Linked DNA regions of Columba livia: region 1 is linked to region 2. Evidence: chromatin contacts called from public Hi-C data. All regions are on one chromosome and are shown on one strand. Each heading gives the region's core, a stretch centred on a gene start, on an enhancer-like site or on the middle of the called end of the contact. The rest is flanking DNA. Distances are from core to core; before and after follow the strand shown.

Region 1 (5,821 bases), core at 1,390-3,889, 78 kb before region 2:
ACCAATCTGTATGATGACAGCTTTGCACACTGATAACCAAGCTCCTGGGCTTGGTCTTCAATGCTCTCAGCATAGCTTCTTGGTCTGAAAAGGCTGAAAGGGTCAGCTTTCTCCCAACATTGATGGAGTTCATCACAGCAAGATTCAACATGGCATTTTAAACCTCAGTGTGATGTGTATTTTTCTTAAAATGCAGAGTATACAGTGACAGTGGAGGTGGTGAAAGAGGGTGGTGGAGTGAGAGGTATATTTGGTTATTCTTTGTACTAAGTCACAGAGGTCATGCTCATCTAGGGTGAACAATGACTCCTGGCAAGGCAGAAAACAGGGAAAAAGGGCTTCCCATGGGATCTGCTCATGGTGATGCTATGCAATGTGAATCAATGAGGTTACTATGGGGCTGTGATTGTTACTCATCTTGTAGGTGATTTGAACAACACTGACCTCCCAATATGCTGGCCTTTGCTCTTCCTTATACCCAGCAATGAAATGGAGTTCGTGTGTACCGGTTCTGTCTGGTAAAAAAATTAATCCACATTGCTGTTCACACCTCATCCCGTTGCTCCACAAGCTGCATCCTTCTTCCCTAATGAACGTACAGTCCAGATACAGGTCCCCATGTGGCTCTTTGGAAGCCTTCAGGTGACTTCTCAGGACAAATGCGGTTTCTTCAGTTGGCTTAATTCCCTGGAAAAGTTTGGTGGTGAGGGCTGACACTACACCACACTCACAGCAGCAGGGTTGGTGTGATGGCAAATGCTAGTTTCAAAATGAACACATAAACTGTCACCAGAACCATTCAGCAAAACCTCGCTTGTCTAAATCTACTGGTGACCTGGTCCTCTGTTTTAAATTATTTAGCAAGTACCCAGACACTGGAAATACACACCTAACCTCAAACTTCCTTCACACAACATTTGGGAGTTGTCCTTATGTCATCCATATCTACCTTTCCTCTCTGCTCAGTTGACCCAGCACCTATCTTACGGAATTTTAGTGCATCCCTTGCACTGGTGTACTATTAAGCACTTTTGTGTTGAGGTCAGTTCCACATTCTGTTGACCATAGTGGACTTCTGGTCTTCCTATTTTCCTTGGGTGAATGGTGTTTGATTTCAGATTGTTAAAGTCAAAAAACCTGGTCAGCAGGTTATCTACTTGTACTTGCAGCATGCTGACTTTTCTCTAGAGAATGAATCTGATCCTGATTTTAATCAGTTTCTGATTCCTGTTTCTTCCCACCGCTCCAGTGTCATTCTAAGCACATTTAGAGAAATGCATTTCAGAGCACAGGGAGTATGGTGCTTCTGAAATGACTCCTCAGTGGAAAAAGTACTGCTTGTTTGTCTTCCATGTTTATCTTAAAAATCACAGCAGAATAAAAATACACTTTTCAGGATGGGAGGGAACATTAATCTCCGCAGCCTGTTACTCTGAATCCTTGATGCCTTTGTCTCCTCTATCTCTACTTAACTAACAGCTCTATTTTTATTCTTGGAAGGCAGTTGTTGTGGTCTAAGTTGATTAAGCAGGTAAAGGAGAGACCACACAGTGCTGTGTTTTGAGGATTTTACTTTTGCTCACATTAAATGCAAATTTACCACTCTTCATCTAAGCAAAAATAGCATAAGCATATATAGCAGTGGTTTCTGAGTGGCAAAACACCATAGCTTCCCACAAATGGGATATTTTTCATAAGTATTTAACAACTGACCTGGTTACCCAGCAGTTGAACCATTCTGTCTGTCCTCCTAAGGCGTTCCTTCAGGACAGCTAGATGGGATCATTTGTTTGCTCCGTGGAGTACATAAATGATGTTCCATGCCCCCCCTCCACCCACCCCCACGTGAGTCTGAATCTGAGTTTGCTTTCATATTTTATTTTCTATTTGCTAGTAGCAGGTTACTCACTGTGTCTCTCCATTTCACAATGAGTAGATGTGACACTGCCATTTGTGATAACTTGAGTCTTTTTACAGGAAATTAAAAACATGCCTTGAAATTTCTGCACAAACATTCAAACATACCACTGGAAGAAGAACATATTTTGTATCAGGAGAATGATAACTGGATTGTTTGGAAGGAGAGGGAAATAAAACTGTTTAAAGACATCAGGCTGCATATATGATCTCTCACAGAGGAGCGTTACAAGGTGTAGTCCATGAATCAGAGGAGCATCCCATTGGCACTGGGGAATTTTAATGAAGAGAATGAAATTCTCATCATGTCTAAACCAGAAATTAACATGCATCACTTTTTTCTTCCCATGGCTCTTACTGCCAGCTTCAGCTATTTTGAAATATTTGGGGCCAAAGCAGGAGCAAACCTCTAGAGGGAAGAAAGCTATTAACATCGCCAATAGTTCACAACACAGCTTTGTTTCTTGAAAGGCACAGGCACGGCAGGAGGGGCTTTGCGCAGCTACACGATGGCTGCACGACTTTGAAATAATGGCCCCTGGGGCCCTGAGCCTAAAAACCATTTCTCATGTGACTGAGAGACCCCTGGGTTGTGACAAAGCTCCTTGTGAGAGGTAGAGCTGGCTGGGCACCGTCCCCATCCCCAGCAATGGGGGCCACTGTGGTCGGTAGGAAGCCTCAGGGACCCAACCAGAATTTGGACCAGGCTGAGAAACAGCATTTTACTAGATGAGCTATGCAGTCCAAGTGGATTTTTACTCATGGCCAGGCCTGCGGTCATGCTATCTGCTGAAGAAACATCGCCTTTCATTATTTTTTGACAAAATGGTCTCCAACAGACTTTTACCTGCTGCACCCATGTTCAGGGCAGCTGAGAGGAGACAGGGGTTTTAGCTAAATGCAAGAGCACACAATTACAAAGAAAGAGTGGTTAAAAAAGGAACTCCCATTTAGTTCTTGTTCCAAAATTTCTAACAATCTTATGAACAAATCTGAGGTGACAAAGGTGAACATTAGCGCCAGCACGGTTAGCTATTTCATATGAGAATTTGCACTTCAAGATCTGAGACTTTGCAACCAGTCTCCAGTAATGCATGTACTCTATTTCGACACAGCAGAGCAGTTGATTTCCTCAGTGCAGATAGTTATAAAAGGCACAGCTTATGCGTACACAATATTTGTATGTTAACTGCTGTGATTTTTCCCCCAGATTTGCCCTTGTAAGCAAAATGCATGAATGTCCCATTCATCAGGACAAAATTAGCAACAATAATATACTGCCCATTGCAAGTTAGTAAATAAAGAGGAGCCAGACGTATGACATGGCCATTGCACATGGAAATTGATATGTAAATAGTTCACAAAAAACATCTGAAGAGGAATATGTGGAATTATAGGATCATAATATTCTGTGTAGAAAATGCCTTCCTCTGTGTATTTCTATTTCACACTGTTATGCAGAGGAGGTGTGAAACACTTGACTTAGTTCCTATTCCCCATCAAATGCTATAATGTCATAAATCACTTTTTCTCACCCAAATTTAATAAATAAATAAATCTATTTTAAATTAAGGCTTTATTTTAACTTAGAAGTCAACTCAGACTCTACACCTGCTCTTCAGTCCAGCTTCCAGTTTCTGTTATTCCATATAATGATTTCCTTCAATTTTTAAATATTTCCTTTTTCTGCATGAGAGACCTGCATAATCAGTAAGGGAAACTAACTGAATATATGGGCGAGAGAAAATTATTAGAGGTAAAGTGGTGTCAAGTTAACACATGGTGCAAGCAGAATAACAGAAACTCATTGTTCAGCTGCAGTGGGAATATGATTGTGTGAGGTAAGCTATGAATTTCCACTCTGTTCAGGAAAAAAACATGATTTTTAAATCTAAGTGTTGCTTTTAATTTGGTATACTCAAAATTTGCCTTACAGGAAAGTAAGCCAACCTTTGATTTAACTGTGTTTATGTACTTGGGTTTTGCTTAAATTGTGGAGTCTGTGTTGGCAAACAAGACATATTTGTCCTTTTACAGTGGTTTAATTTAGGACAACCACTGAGATTTCATGTCAAAATAGCATGTTAGTAACATGTCATCAAAACACCTGGTGTAGATGGAACAGCCATGTAATCAAACACTTCATGATTTACAGCAAAATTAAAATAAAATAATTGCTGCCTAATGCTGCCAAGAGGGAGGTTAAATGTGATCTACATAAAAGGTTGTGTGTTGTTAAATAAGAATAATAATTAAAAAACAGCCCAGGATATCTGTGTTCCTTCATGTTTCTACTGGTAACCCTGTGGTTAAGTCAAGTAATGATTGATTTTGAGAGAATTATAGCTATTATAAACTGTAATCAGCAGAGGATGAGAATAATTACGCGGAGAAAGGGGAAAAAAAGCTGAAACATGGCTGAGCAATATTCTGATTGATGGCAAAGTCATTTCCTGGCTGTTAATGACTGATTTCTCAACAGTCAGCACAAGCGCTAACCCTGTGGGGGAAAAGGGAAAGGAATGGTTGTGTTATAAAGAAAACTACTGTCCTCAACTTATCATTTTCATTAGGAATGGGTGAATAGGATCGGAAAAAAAAAAACGCTGACTGTCTTTCAGGACACTCTCTGTGTGACAAGACTGCAGCTTGTGGTGAGTGTATTTGGAAGGGCTGCAAGTTGTGCTCTCGATTTGCCCTGGAAGTGCCTCGTTACCCTTCATCCCTTTCAAGCTCCTGCATCCCCAAACCCCACCAAAGCACCCTGGGGAGGGATGTTTTTATGCTATTACAAAGCAGGAGCAGAGCAGAATGATTCATACAGCCCAAATCCTGCCACAGTGAAAGATTCAGATGGTCGATATGATCTGAAAAGCTTTCCGTTAACAAAAGCTCAGTTGATCCATCAGTTACCTTTGGCACTTCAGTATTCTCAGATGAAGCACCGTTTCAGGCCGGTGAGATGTGACCCCTCATGCCCTGTCTGTGAGCTTCCCTCCTTGATAGGTTACATCTGCTTTCCTCCCGTCCTCAGACTTCTCTTGTTTTGCTCTCAGGAGAAAGGCATGTCCCCGCCAGAAAGGCTAATTACCTTCCCCTCGCCACATTTCCGTGTGCATGCACATGTGCTGGTGATCTGCACACAGACCACAGTGAGCAAGCACCGTGGGGGGTGAGATGCTGAGCAAGAAAAACAATCGCTCTGATCTTACATGGGTCTCTGAAGGAATGTCTGATGGGGATGCGTGTCTGTTTTCAAGTCCTAAAATAATTTTAATTTCTATTTTATGCTACATGAGGTCACGGAGTGGACAAGCCTACAGAACACTGGGCTCCAGTTGACAGCCATGTGCTCTCTAAACTGTGACACTTCCAAAGAAGAGACTAATTTATCTTATCAGCCTCAACTATAAAATAGGGTAGGGATGGAAATAGATTAGAAACCATAAAACTGAGGGAAGCAAGACAGCTGCCATCCAGGAAGGGACAGACGCTGCCCTGCAGGGTCCTGCTGACTTTGAATAAACTTGTGGGTCGTTTACTGCTGGCTCCATGAACTGTATCCTGGTATGGGAACTCTCCCACCAGGTTTGAGCACACAGAGAAGCTCCAGAAACACACTTTTTCAGATCCCCCCTTTCTCTCTTGCTGCAAAGATGATATAAGTACCGGATTTCAAGAACCGGCCACATACCAAAGTGTACTGATTGCCTGCAAACCTATGCCAAATGTTTCTACTGGTAGTTTTCCCTCTGCCCAAGAAATTATGCTTACATAATGCCTAGCACTTCCGGCTGGTTTCAAAGCATCATGGAAAAACTTGGGTGGTGGATTTTCATTTAATCGCAAAAACCCAAGTTGTCCAGTGTTTATATTCCCAAATCTAAACTGTGTAATACTAGCT
Region 2 (5,422 bases), core at 2,333-4,832:
GTATCATTCCACGGATATACTTGGTTGGCTTTCCCACACAGGCCATTTGTTGATATATGTAAAACAGGGAGTGGCAGGAAAGTATTACAGAACACAGGTATTTTTGATGATTAGCCAGAAGCATTTCTTGCAAGTTGAAGCTTTGCATTGATGTCCTTGGCCAATATCTGACAAGGCTTTTCTATACCTGTGTATTTTAAATGCTTTCAACTCAAGAAGACAAATACATTTAAAATTGTCATGCAGAGCATCCCACCTTCCATCTCACAACAGGAGCCTGGGTTTGCCTGTCTTACTTCTCAATTATAGCATCAGCTTTTGCTTTTCTTTATGTCTTACCTCGTAAAACATGCCCTACCCACTGTGAGAGGCTAAAGGAGCTGGGAAAGGTGGCTGCCCCTCTATACTGTGCTCTGGGAGGAGATTTAAGGAAAGGCACAGTCTCTTTTAGGAGGTTGTTGGTGTTGCTGCTGCTCAGGGGAGGCAAGGGCAGACTTCAGGAGACAAAAATCAGCCTTGTGCAGGCAAAGTGCCTGCATTCTGTACTAGAATAAAGACTGTGTCCTAAGACAAAGTTTTGCAGTTGGTACTGTTTAGCAAACATGCTTAATATCGCAGAAAAATATGGAATGACAACCATTTCTATACTGTTGATAAAAAAGCCCTATTCTTTGTCTCTCTGTAACAAAGACTTGGGGGTAGATGAGCCTGGACCCTGGTTTCAAAAAGCATCTACCCATCCTTTTAAAATCAGTGGGAGCACTCTTGAAAAACAAAGGTAGAACATTGAAAAACAAAGGTAGAACATAAAGCCAGCTTTATTTTTCACAATTTCCTGTACACTGACCATGTTAAATCAGAGCTGGCGAACGACAGTCACATCAGGAGTATCCTCACAAGGGATCCAGCACAGCGCTAATGTGACCCTGAGTCTTGCAGCAGTGCTGCAAGCGTTAGTTTGCTGAGGCGAGGAGGAAGGGGGAGTGTGGTCCAGAGAGGGAAGATGGATTATCTCATAGCTGACCCATTCTTTGTTCATCTCCGTGGCACCACATCCTTTGCCACACAAGTCATAAAATTTCCTACACTAACTATTTTGACAGTGGCTTAATAAAGCTCAGACAGGAATGAAGAAACACATCCAGAAGTGTCAAAATAATGTAGCATACTGTGTTTGCACTAATGTTATAATATAGTGGATTATCACTAGTTATACCAACACGAAAGTAAAACCAAAGGGATTTTTTTTTCACAGAATCAAATATATTTTGCCTTTGCAAAGTGCATTCACATATCTTGAGAAAGAGTCCTTATTGTTAACCTAAGAAGGAATGATCTCCTTGGAAATGAGCATGATTGCTATGAAAATCTCTGGCAAGAATACAGGCAAGAAAAATACATCCTATTATCAAAGTGCTCTGGAAAGACATGACTGAAATAATGGTTTTAATTTATTTTGAACAATTTCTCATCTGGTAACATTTTTCCATACTATTTTAATGGCTCTGGTACTCTCGCTCCATTCTAAAATTAACCTTCACCTTACATGAACTAAGGAAATTTTGTAACTACATCCGCATGCAACATTGTATAGGATTGTTAGTTGCTGGTTCTAATGGTATTAATCTCAAATATATTTCAATTTTCTTTAAAAAGCAACATAATGGAAGATGAAATGATATCGCATGCAATAATAATAAATATTAAACAGTATGTCTACATAAAAGTAGTAGTCAGAAGCTCCCCTGATGCTGGCATGCAGCTGTGTCAGACGTTTTAGGAGCATGCCATATGAGAGCGAGCCCTTGCAGCAAAAGGCTCTGCGCTGCTATAGCTGATGGTGTATGAAATAGGAGGAGGATTAAAGGTGCTGTGAAATGAAGTGACCTGACCAAGGCGCACTTTCTGGTGCCAGAGGTGCAGCAGATAAAACACAGGGCTCGATACTCCCTGATGGGTAATCCATCTGTGAATGACACTGTCTCTGTGTTTCACGTAGTCCTTCTTGTACCAGGATGCAATAAACCATATGAGAGGCAGGAGGGTTTGAATCCAGGCACCCCCAAAGTCAGCCCGGGGCAGTTCATGAGACCCATTTTGCCTCTCTGCAGTGGGATTTGGGGCCAAGACTCGCCAGAGCTGGCAGGGGATCGCAGGGAGGGTGGTGGCCTTTGCTCCAGATCCAAGTGCCTTTAATCAACAAAGCAACACCCAAGAAAATGCACCCAATGCAACATAGTGAGAGCAGGGCAGAGTGCCTGTCGTGCTGAGCAGGACATTGCAAGATCTGCTTTCTCCTGGCCCTCAGCAACAGCAAAATATTTGCAAATTGGCCATGACGCCTTTGAAATGAAGGGCACATTTCTGGGCTGAAGGGAATGGGGAAGCTCCAGGAATCCAAGCAGAGAGGAGTTGTGGAGCCTAGTCAGGATCAGGGCCAGGCAGGAGATGTTTCTGTCTGACCAGCTGGTGGGCTCATGAGATTTGAGGTGGAAAGAAAACAGCCTGATGGCTTTGGCTGCTTCATCAGGCTGTGGAAAAATATAACCTAGAAATAGGTGGAGAGAAGCCACCCTAAGGGATGGCATTTTCAAAGTTAATATCCAGTTTATCCTCTGTGTCCCCAGATATCTACAAGATGATGATAGCTTACTTGATGGTTTTTTGCTTGTTTCTTTGTGTTTTTAATTGGCACTAATATCTGTTCATTTTTATACACATGGCAGGGAGCCTGAGGGGCAGGTACATAACTTTCAGATAATCTGTCCTATAAACTCACTGGAAATTACCCGGTACTCCTTTGCCCAATTATTTGATTCTCCAAATGTTGATACTAAAGGAAGACATGAAAGTGGCTCCGGGGCAGGCTTAACCTTTTCAGTCCAAGAGCTCCAAAATAGATTTTTCAAGCCAAATACCCAAGCTTTATTAAAAGAAATGTACTGCAGTTTGGGTTTACCTATGCGGCTGCTGGATCCCCAGCTGCTCAGCACTGGTTTCCAAGGGGAGTGCTAATTAGTGCTAATTGCATGGGCGTTTATGATTATGCACACATGCATGTAACGTGGACCTGTGCTTCCTCCTCAGACCATCACTCACGTCACAGATGCCATAGGACCATCCAACAGCTATGAGGTGACCTGGAGATGAAAAGCTCACATCCCATACACAGTCCCCGGAGCAGGCTGGGCCCATTCCCTAAATTACTATATAAATCCTAATAACAGCTAAAGATGGTGTCAGAAGGTACCCCAGACTTTCCTGCTGCCCCCAGGCAGCTGCCACAGTGGTGCGATATCTCAGCTGGTCCTCTGGAAAATCCCATGACACAGTGTTTGCTTCCACCCCATCTGACCGCAGAGGATGTGCCTCTTGGGACAGGGGTGGAGGGACAGCAGCTGAACGGATGGCTCCCCCTCCTCTGGTCCCAATGAAAAGGAAAGGGCCTTCCGAACTAAAAGGAAGGGAAAATGCCTCAGCTTTCCTCGCTGCCCCACAACAGTCACTGCCAGTCCCAGTGGGTGGCTGGTACAGCCCTGGCTGGCAGGACACCGGGGTTTCAGGGCTCCTGGCACACCAGGAGTGTGAGAGCCGGGTGCTCTCAAGTTCTTGCTCACCTGCACCCTGCTCCTCACCACTCAGCCCTAATAAAAGTCATTTTTGCTCCTCTGTTTGATTTGCAAGTATTTAAAGTGCAACACCTAATAAAAAGCCTGTGCCTAGCTAAGCAGGACCTTTGGACCATGTGGAGAGTCTGCTTTCACCTGTGTTGTCTTAGGAATTTAATCTCTTTTTGGTTCACTAGGAACATCTGCAGTTAACTTGCCATAGTGGGAGCAGACCCCGTAGCTCACAGTGGTATGTGTGCTGCACATTTACAAGCAGAGACAGGTAGCTGGGCTTTTTAAGACTAAAACTGAGGGAATTCACAGTGAGAGTAGCCTGTTTACCATTTTCTTATAGTTGTTTTCTAGAATTACAGCCAGAAATAAAACTACTTTGCAGAAAGATTTCCCTTCAAAAACATCCTGATATGGTACATTTTAAAACACAATTCATATTATATTTTCATGGGTCTTAGCACTTCTGCATAAATAAAAAAGAGCCAAATTATAGCATCCTCTTTGCACCAAAAATATTTAAAAACTGCTATTGGGGAAAGTTCTGATGCAGTATCGATGTTGTCATTTCAGAATATAAAATAAATTGCTTACCACTGTGTACTGCATGTATTTCGTTAAAGAATTGCTAGTAAAAGAAGAGGTAAGTAGTAATTTTTCTGGAAGGCAGAGAGAACATACCCTGAAGAGTCAAAACTTTTGCCTGGGAAAGACTTGCAGGAAGTTGTGCACACTGATTTATATTCTTCAGTCCACAAAGATGAGATCTGGGATGTGATGGCAGAGGCATTTGGGGACTTCATCTCTGCTGCTTTTGATTCTTCTCTGCAGAGATCTGAAGCAAAACTTGCACAGCACTGTTCTGTCACCGGTAATGAAGTAGCTCCACCATCTGGGTTTTTTTAGAATTGCCTTTCTTCCTTCATTACGTTGGATTATATACACGTCCTTCGTTTTGCTTCACTTTTTTTATAGGTAAGACCACACATTGGAAATAACAGTCTTATAAGGTAAAGCTGTAAATGCAGGTGAGTGATAACATTCAGCTTGTCCTTGTGGGCCATCCAGCAAGAACTTCTGTCTCTGAACCAAGAGGAATCTTTGTTTTACAAGTGTCCCATCATATTCTGTTGTGTAAGAGCTCATTAAAAACTTTAGAAGCCACCGTCCCAAGAGATAACAGTGAAGTGGAAGAGAGGAGTTATTCTAAAATATTTTTCTGAGATATATTGTATTTATTTAATTCTATTAAGATCAAGTGGAGTTATTCCTGAAATACACGGGTATGAAAAAATGCAGATCCAGAGCAGAAAAGTCTGAGACTTTGGTGAAAGAATTAACAAAGTCAGTGCCTCATATCTGTCTCTTGTTTTTATTGCTAAGATGCTCAGCCCTAGCTCCTTTCATGCTGGTTTTGAGTTTAAATCCAGAATGTAAGCATAAATTTCAAGCAGTGGGAAATTCAACCCAGCTGAAATCAGCCTGGCAGCAGAAAAGTATAATCAAACCCGAACCTTGCCCACAGTGTGGCTTTTTCCAGTCACTCTCATGTTAGTTTAGTTTGGGCTCATATTATGCCCCCAAGCCTTTATTTTTTCACATCCCTCCCTGTTTCCCTGAATCCCTTAGCTATGAATTAATTGATAAGAATTAACTGTGAAACCACACCCCATGATTTAATGCAGATGAGCAAATTGACTGAAGACAGGAACTTTTCAGATGTCTTTGGGAGCTCTAAGGGCTCGTGCCACCACTGCTTTCTCCAGGGCTCTGCGCCCGGGCTGCCCCGAGAATCGAGCAAG

What was found. A called contact is a pair of places that touch in the nucleus more often than the background predicts.
Region 1: a Hi-C map of crop shows a contact between it and region 2, with 1.8 times the contacts expected there. The contact joins two enhancer-like sites. A contact is called at or near these places in 2 of 2 Hi-C or Micro-C datasets (crop and liver).

The regions. Positions count from the first base shown.
Region 1 is chr2:35,531,894-35,537,714 of bColLiv1.pat.W.v2, reverse strand. No RefSeq gene overlaps it. Among named protein-coding and RNA genes, the nearest start is that of NPVF, 150 kb to the right of the region's middle. Within about 2 kb of position 2,639, at least 1 of the 3 cell types and tissues checked has an H3K27ac peak away from gene starts, as active enhancers do.
Region 2 is chr2:35,454,846-35,460,267 of bColLiv1.pat.W.v2, reverse strand. No RefSeq gene overlaps it. Among named protein-coding and RNA genes, the nearest start is that of NPVF, 74 kb to the right of the region's middle. Within about 2 kb of position 3,582, at least 2 of the 3 cell types and tissues checked have an H3K27ac peak away from gene starts, as active enhancers do.